Linked DNA regions of Anas platyrhynchos: region 1 is linked to region 2. Evidence: chromatin contacts called from public Hi-C data. All regions are on one chromosome and are shown on one strand. The core of a region is the stretch at or near the end of the contact, and the rest is flanking DNA. Distances in the headings are between cores, read along the strand shown.

Region 1 (3,616 bases), core at 1,002-3,501, 58 kb before region 2:
TGCGTGCTCCAGCACCCGCGGCAGGCACTTTGCTGTGCTGTCAGGCTCTGCTTTCTGTGCCAGTGGCAGCGAGCTAATACCTAAGCGGTGTCTCGTGTAATGGGATTGATCTTGCACCGTATTTTCCCTTGCTTCCCCTTCAGTTTTCAGCAGGCAGCTGCAGTCTGAAGTCGAGCAGGGATGCCGGTTTCGGTGGCGATTTGGAGCATTGCCAAATCCCTTTTTTTTTTTTCTGCTTATCGGCTGTGGTTTGGATGAGAGTAAGAAGCTATCGAGCGTCGCTCTTAGGCAACGTCTAGCTCTTTAATTACAACAGCCAAAAAATGATATAATTGAAGATCTCAGACTGGAGCGATAGCCCCCAGTGCGTTACTGGAAGCTAACGTGGAAGCTAAGTCGTATAAAATAATGAACAGCTTGGGTAAGAGGTGGTGATGCTGTAAAAAAATAATAAAAAAAATTAATTCAACATAGAAAAACCGTACAACCTGTTGTCAAAGGGGAAATGCAGAGGAGTCAAGACCCTTTGGTTGCTTGAGGGATTTTGCTTTCAGAAGCTCTTGGCCCTTCATAAGGTTGACACTGGAAGAGTTTAAGCCTGTTCCAGGTTGTATTTGCTGGTATGTGTTGACTGAGTTATCACAACTGATTTTTAGCAGGAGGAACAAGGAGTTCGGGAGTGCAATGAAGAGGCCAGAGAAGAAATTGTGCTCACAAGAAATGCAGTAACAGGACAAGACTTAGAGCTTCTCGCTTCTCCCCGCATCAAGGAGTTGTGCCATGAAGTTCATACCCCTAGTTGTTGGTATAACCTGCCCAACAGCTCATCTTCTGCTCTGCAGGCATCCTTTTTTGCCTGTGGTTGTAGCTGCGTGCTGCGGTGTGCCAGCCCCAGCTCCCTGCAGCAGCAGCTGGTGTGCCTTGTGCGTGCAGTGAGAGCCGCGGCCGGCACGCGAGCGCCTGGCTGCTGCCTCCACGAGCAGCAGCACAGAATTCGGGGGTGCCGCAGGCTGGTGGTGCCTCCGTGATGTGTCCAGGTTACCTTGGTGAAGTGTGTGCCCCAAATCTCTTCTGGATCCGTTACCACAGTCATTAGAAAGCTCCTAATTAAACTCTTATCTGCATAATGAGACACGCAAGCTGTGCTGCACGGTGTCTCGGGCTCCTTAGTTTTTCTTGTGAAGTGCTCACCTAACTCATTTCCCATCTGCTTCCTGCCCTTCTCTCCCTGGCAGGTGGCTCCAGGGCTCTGAGGTCAGTTGAGCAGCCTGCAACCTGAGTCCTTCTTGTCCCCAATGTCCTGATTCATTTGGGGAACCCACGCAAAGGTGGAGCTGGCGCAGCCTCCAGGGGATGTTTCATTGCTACCTGAAGCCATTGGCAAGGAGGGTGTGAGAGCGGTTACAGAAGAGCAGATCTGTATCTGCTTTTTCCTGGATTAGAAATGAGAACAATACAAAATGTAAATAATGTGGCCATGTACTGCTGCGCTTGGTTTCTTATGAGGGAATAGAGGATAGCTGAAGGTGCTGGTTAGGGAGGAGGTGCAGGTTCCTGGAGAAGGACGCTCTTGGAGAAATGATGAGGTGGCGTGCTCGCTCTAGCTCTTGCTCTTCTTTGATTCCCATGTTTTAAAACTCTTAGAAGTTAAAATAAATAAATACAACAAAACAACTGAGAACCTTTATTACCTGATATCTGAGGAGCTCTACCACGGAGGCTGTAAGGCAGGAATAAAAATGAAGAGACTTCAGCCCCTAGGACAGCCTTCAGTCAGTTACCTGTAGAGCAACATCTCAGGCTCTGCCTCAGGGAATGAATGGGGAGGGAGAGGTGAGTCAGGAATCTGGCTGTGGGAGCGGGAAGACAAATGCTGCAGCTCGATCCCAGCTGCTGGGTTCTGAGCAGCCCAACAGGAATTATGGAAAAACCCCTGGAACAACAACAAAAACAAAGCATTTTAAGTAAGCGCAGCGCAGGTGATTCACTGAGTAGCAGCAGTTCTGTAGTGAGTAGGCTGAAAGCAGACCCTGAGAAAGCGTTTCCTGACATCTGATCGAGCTTAATAACACTGAAGGGACTGTGGTGAGCCTTTCGTGCCTCTCTTGCATCTGCAGGAGCCTTTCTGGCCGGGACAGGTTCTAAAAGAGCGACCCGGGGTGGCTGAATATCCGCCTGTAGGACTCGGCTTGTTTTAAGCAGCACAGCTTGTGGTCGCTGGCGCCTGTGATAAGGGCTCTGCGGAAAGCACAGCTCTCAAATCAAGATCAAGCCCGACCACACAAAGGGGCCCGGTACGGCAGCCTCGCTCAGAACCTAACTCTGACACTGAGTGAGCTCAGGATTGCTGCGTGGAGTCGATGTGCAACAACTGGCTGTTGGAAACAGTGAGGAGCAGGTTGGTAACATCATAAAGTACTCCGAGATGTGGACTCGGATTTGATGTAGATGGTGTGAATCAGTTCACTTCCCTCTGTTAAATTAAGCCTTAGAAATGTCCTTCAAGGTTCAACACAGACATTTTTATCTAAGTTTGTTTAAATAAGGTAATGATGCTGAGGCAGGAGCATGAAGACCCTTGTCTTTGTTGTGAATAAAAGCCTCACTGCTAAGTGGTGGCATGGCGAAGCGTGGTGTGCTTACCTCAGGATTTGCAGGAGGAGGTCTCCAAATCAGAATTAAAGCTGCAGAGATCTGTTTTAAAGGACAAAACGTTCAGGAGAACACAGTGATTTTTCTCAAGTACAGCTGGTAGCCTAAACATCCAAAATTCAAGTCGGGCTTGGAAAAAAACCCGCGCGTGTTCTGCGAACGTGGAAGCACACAGCTAAAGGTCACTGGAACAATCTGCCTGTTTTTCTGGGAGTGCTCCGTTCTGTGTGCCTCTAACACCTTGTGTACAAGATGTTGACATTTGAATAAAAGACACTTGAGAATTGCAGTAAAAAAAAAAAAAAGCCTCAATTCATTACTGTGTGTGAATACCGTGTGCAACTGGGAGCTCGGCCTACAAAGGGCTCTGGATTGCGCTCAATCCCCTGATTGCCCCTTGTGTTTCTGGCCTGGATGTGGTTCCTGGGAAAGCCAGGACCTCGTCCTGCGAGGGAGGAGCCTTGCTGCAGGTGTGCTTGCAATTACAGACACTGGATAATCCCCCAGTGAAGCCTCCGAAAATCAGGTTTCGTGACCCCTGTTGTTCTCACGGAGCTACTGTGCGAGGTACGGAGCATGGGAAGAGAAATGGAGAAAGCTCTGCCTGCCGGGCTCCAGCACAGCGAGACTGCAAATGTGTAACTCAAATCTTATCTAACTTTTTGTATTTGAGCTGTCTGCTGTCCCAGCTCTTTGCTTTTTGAGTGAACGTCAGTCCTGTTTGAGCAGGGTTGAACAAAACAACCCCTCATGAGGAAATGTGCTCTCGCTGCAATGTGCTTTTAGGTTCATTCAGGTCTCTGTAAGCTTCCAGGTGAGGTTTTTATGACTACCAGATGAGTGTCAGATAACCAAATGCTCAATTCAGAAACAAAAAAGGACCTACTGCAACACTGAAACCTATGTGGGTAGAATCCCAGACACATGTAAGGGGGAAAATAGCACTGGGTCTGCATTTCCGTCA
Region 2 (3,446 bases), core at 836-3,335:
TCCCATGGCAGCCTCCCTCTGCTCTTTTCAGTTTGGAGCAGGAGGCTGGAATGTTCTTAGTGGCAGACTGGGCTGTGGCCTCCGTACAGATAGGTATTATATCCTGGGTTGTAAGGGACTCACAAAGATCATCAAGTCCAACTCCTGGCTCCACACAGGACCACCCAAAACCTAGACTCTGTGTCTGAGAGTGTTGTCCAAGCACTTCTTGAACTCCAGAAATCTCAGTGCCGTGACCAACCACTGCCCTGGGGAGCCTGTCCCAGTGCCTCACCCCCCTCTGGGTGCAGACCGTTTCCCTAACCCCCAGCCTGACCCTCCCCTGTCCCAGCTCCATGCCGTTCCCTCGGGTCCTGTCGCTGTCCCCAGAGAGCAGAGCTCAGCGCCTGCCCCTCCGCTCCCCTCGTGAGGGAGCTGCAGGCCGCCATGAGGCCTCCCCTCAGCCTGCTCTGCTCGGGGCTGAGCAAACCAAGGGACCTTCTTGTACGTCTTCCACTCCAGACCCTACAACCATCTTTGTAGCCCTCCTTTATGCAGTGTCTGATAGTTTTATGTCCTCCTTATATTGTGGCACCCAAAACTGCACACGATGCTTGAGATGAGGCCACACAGCGCAAAGGACAATCCCTTCCCTTGCCTGTCTGGTAGTGCTGTGCCTGATGCACCTCAGGTTAGCCCTTTGGGCTGCCAGGGCACAGTGCTGGCTCATACTAAACTTGCCATTGACCAGCACCCTCAGATCCCTTTCTGTAAGGCTGCTCCCCAGCCTCTCAGCCCTCCATTCTGTACATATATCCAGGGTTGCCCTTCCCAGGTGCAGAATCCATCACTTTTTCTTGTTAAACTTCATACTATTGGCGATCACCCAGCTCTTTAATTTGTCAAGATCTCTCTTCAAGGCCTCTCTAACCTCGATGGAGTCAGCTGCTCCTCCCAATTCAGTGTTATCTGCAAACTTACTTAGTGTACCTTAAAGTCCTGCGTCCAAGTCATTTATGAAAACATTGAAGAGAACTGGCCCGAAAATGGAGCCCTGCAGACCCCTCACGTTTCATGGTGTTTAATACTGTCAGCTTTCAGCTGTTGATACAGGTTGGATAACTTTTGGACTGAAACTTACTATTCAGTCTTAAAACACCCACTGGTTAATAGGATCCTCTAAGTTTTCTGCTATCTGCTGTCTGTTGGAATAATACCCTGGAAATCAGATCCCATTAGAAAAGCCTGCTCTTTCTGAGGTAACATCTCACAGCTGTTCAGTGGCTGTCAAAACTGGAAGGTATCATAGGTTTATGCTCTCGTTGAGGCTAAACTGAACTGCAGGTGAATGAATTACATCCCTCCATCAGAGCCTGAAGTAATTCAGTCAATCTCTTGGCACCAGTTCCTGTAGACATACTCTAAGGTCTTCCTGTGTCACAAGCTGTCTTGCAACCATGTTACTTTCTGGATCAGCACAGATAAAATCATATTTTTCTTGCATCCACCTACAATTGTAAAATACTCCAGACTGATAATTCCAGGGCTGGTAAATGCATGGATTGTTGTGGTTACCAAGAATGGAATGTTTTTATTTCCCAACAAAAACTGGAGTTCTTCTTTCTTTACTGACTTCAGTGCACATGATCCCTTATCACATGCAGAAGTGGTGTTACATGAGGCAACATTGGCTCCTTCCTGCTTTCAGCTTTTTTCCACTCTTTATCTTTTCCTAGTTTATTTTTTCCTACTTAAATGTTTGTGCCCTAGAAAATAGGCACCCAGCTGTTGTTCCTGGTTATTTTTTTTGATACTTTATCATAGATTTGATTACAGTGGTCCGTATAAACTGCAATGATTGTCCTGTTGCTCATAGTATTGTCCTATTGCTCATCACGAAGTTGTGTAAAGCATACTGTGTTTTTATTATGTTGTTCAGTCAGGTGATCTTTTAGTTGACCAGTTCTTATTATAAAATATTTGTAATAGCGAGCGAAAGATTCACTTCTTTGCTGGCACCTGAACAAAGGGACAAAATAGTTTTGATCTCTCCCATGTGATAACAACGGTTGCACAATCTTTAGCCTTTCTTTGTGGTTTCTGCTTTCTGTTGCTGATTATGACCAAGTTTGTTCACATCATGTCAGTATGTGATGAAGGGCTTTATAACCCAATTGCTAGATACAGTGCCAGAATTTTGCAATGTTATTTATGCTTGTGATGTTTTTTTCAGCATGTTGGCAATTCTTTTTTTTTTTTTTTTTTTTTTTAATTTCTTTCCTTTTTTTCTGGCTCCTGGGATTGCTTTGAGAGAATTGTTTGAGAGAGCCATTCTGGTTCTCTCAAACTGACATTCTGCAAAGACTGCATGCAGACTCAGAGTTGAAAATACCTATTGTGCCTCCTTGTCAATTATGTGAAAAACAAAGCTGGATTGATGGTACTCATACGTATTTATTATATTCTTAACCATATCATTACAACTGAAGGCTGACGAGAGGAAGTGTAGTTTCTAACTCTAGCTGTATGGTGGTTTTGTATGCTCACTTAGTAACTAGTGAGAGGAAATGACCAGCTCAGACATACATTGTGACACTAGATATTTACAAAAATGTGTTTTTTTATTTTATTTTTTATTTATTTTCCCCCTCCATCAAAGTATGAAGAGCAAATGTGAAATAGATTGTTTGCATATGTAATATTTTGCACATCTGGTTAGATCTATGCATTGTTTAAACAAAATGTTATAGGTTTAAAGTGTAGCATTTCTTTTAAATATCATTGTCTTTGACAATACATCAGGCTGTAGTTTTGCCTTGGATGCTGCATTCCATGGTGAAACAAAGAATTTGTATTTTTATTTTCCAGTTATTATCTGAAGATCAGCTCCTTGTGCCCATATACCCTGCATGTCCAGCACAACCGTATTTCACAAAATGACTGGGTGGGTGGGGAGACAGATATGCATGTTCACCATCCTTTTGAGTAACAGACAATTTCAGAATGCATTACTGCTATTCAGTACCGGAGTTAAATAGAAATCTCTCTGGTCTGCAATTCCTGAACCAAAGAAAAATCTTAACACATGGAAAGAGCATGACTTCTCTCATATGCTTTTTATTGAAATTATTGAAAATCACTCTTGCAATGTCAGTGGCAGATGTCTAAAGGCCAGCAAGCTTCTGAAAATGTTAATGTAATTGCAAAATGAGAGTAGAACAGGAAACCAGTACAATGGTTGTTCTTAAAGCCACCTTTCAATCTCTAATGTGCTGAATTTAGACTTCGTGTCTGTTGCTGGTATTTTAAATTAGTGAAGGTGAGTTTCTGGCTATGTATCCTAAGCATTTCTCAAAGGCTGCGTATCTGAGCAGCTATGTTTGTAACTCTTTCCATATAAATGCTTCACTTTGTTTTGGCTAGGTCAGATTATTATTTTTAATAACTTTTCAAGTATGCATATTACT

What was found. A called contact is a pair of places that touch in the nucleus more often than the background predicts.
Region 1: a contact with region 2 is called in a Hi-C map of skeletal muscle, with 6 times the contacts expected there. The contact joins two enhancer-like sites. A contact is called at or near these places in 5 of 8 Hi-C or Micro-C datasets (F1 follicle, liver, skeletal muscle and 2 more).

What each region holds. Positions count from the first base shown.
Region 1 is chr1:186,215,111-186,218,726 of IASCAAS_PekinDuck_T2T, reverse strand. The region is part of intron 1 of CDK8 (cyclin dependent kinase 8); the gene reads left to right. Among named protein-coding and RNA genes, the nearest start is that of CDK8, 5.2 kb to the left of the region's middle. Within about 2 kb of position 2,251, at least 3 of the 8 cell types and tissues checked have an H3K27ac peak or open chromatin away from gene starts, as enhancers often do.
Region 2 is chr1:186,157,515-186,160,960 of IASCAAS_PekinDuck_T2T, reverse strand. The region is part of intron 9 of CDK8 (cyclin dependent kinase 8); the gene reads left to right. Among named protein-coding and RNA genes, the nearest start is that of WASF3, 49 kb to the right of the region's middle. Within about 2 kb of position 2,085, at least 1 of the 8 cell types and tissues checked has an H3K27ac peak or open chromatin away from gene starts, as enhancers often do.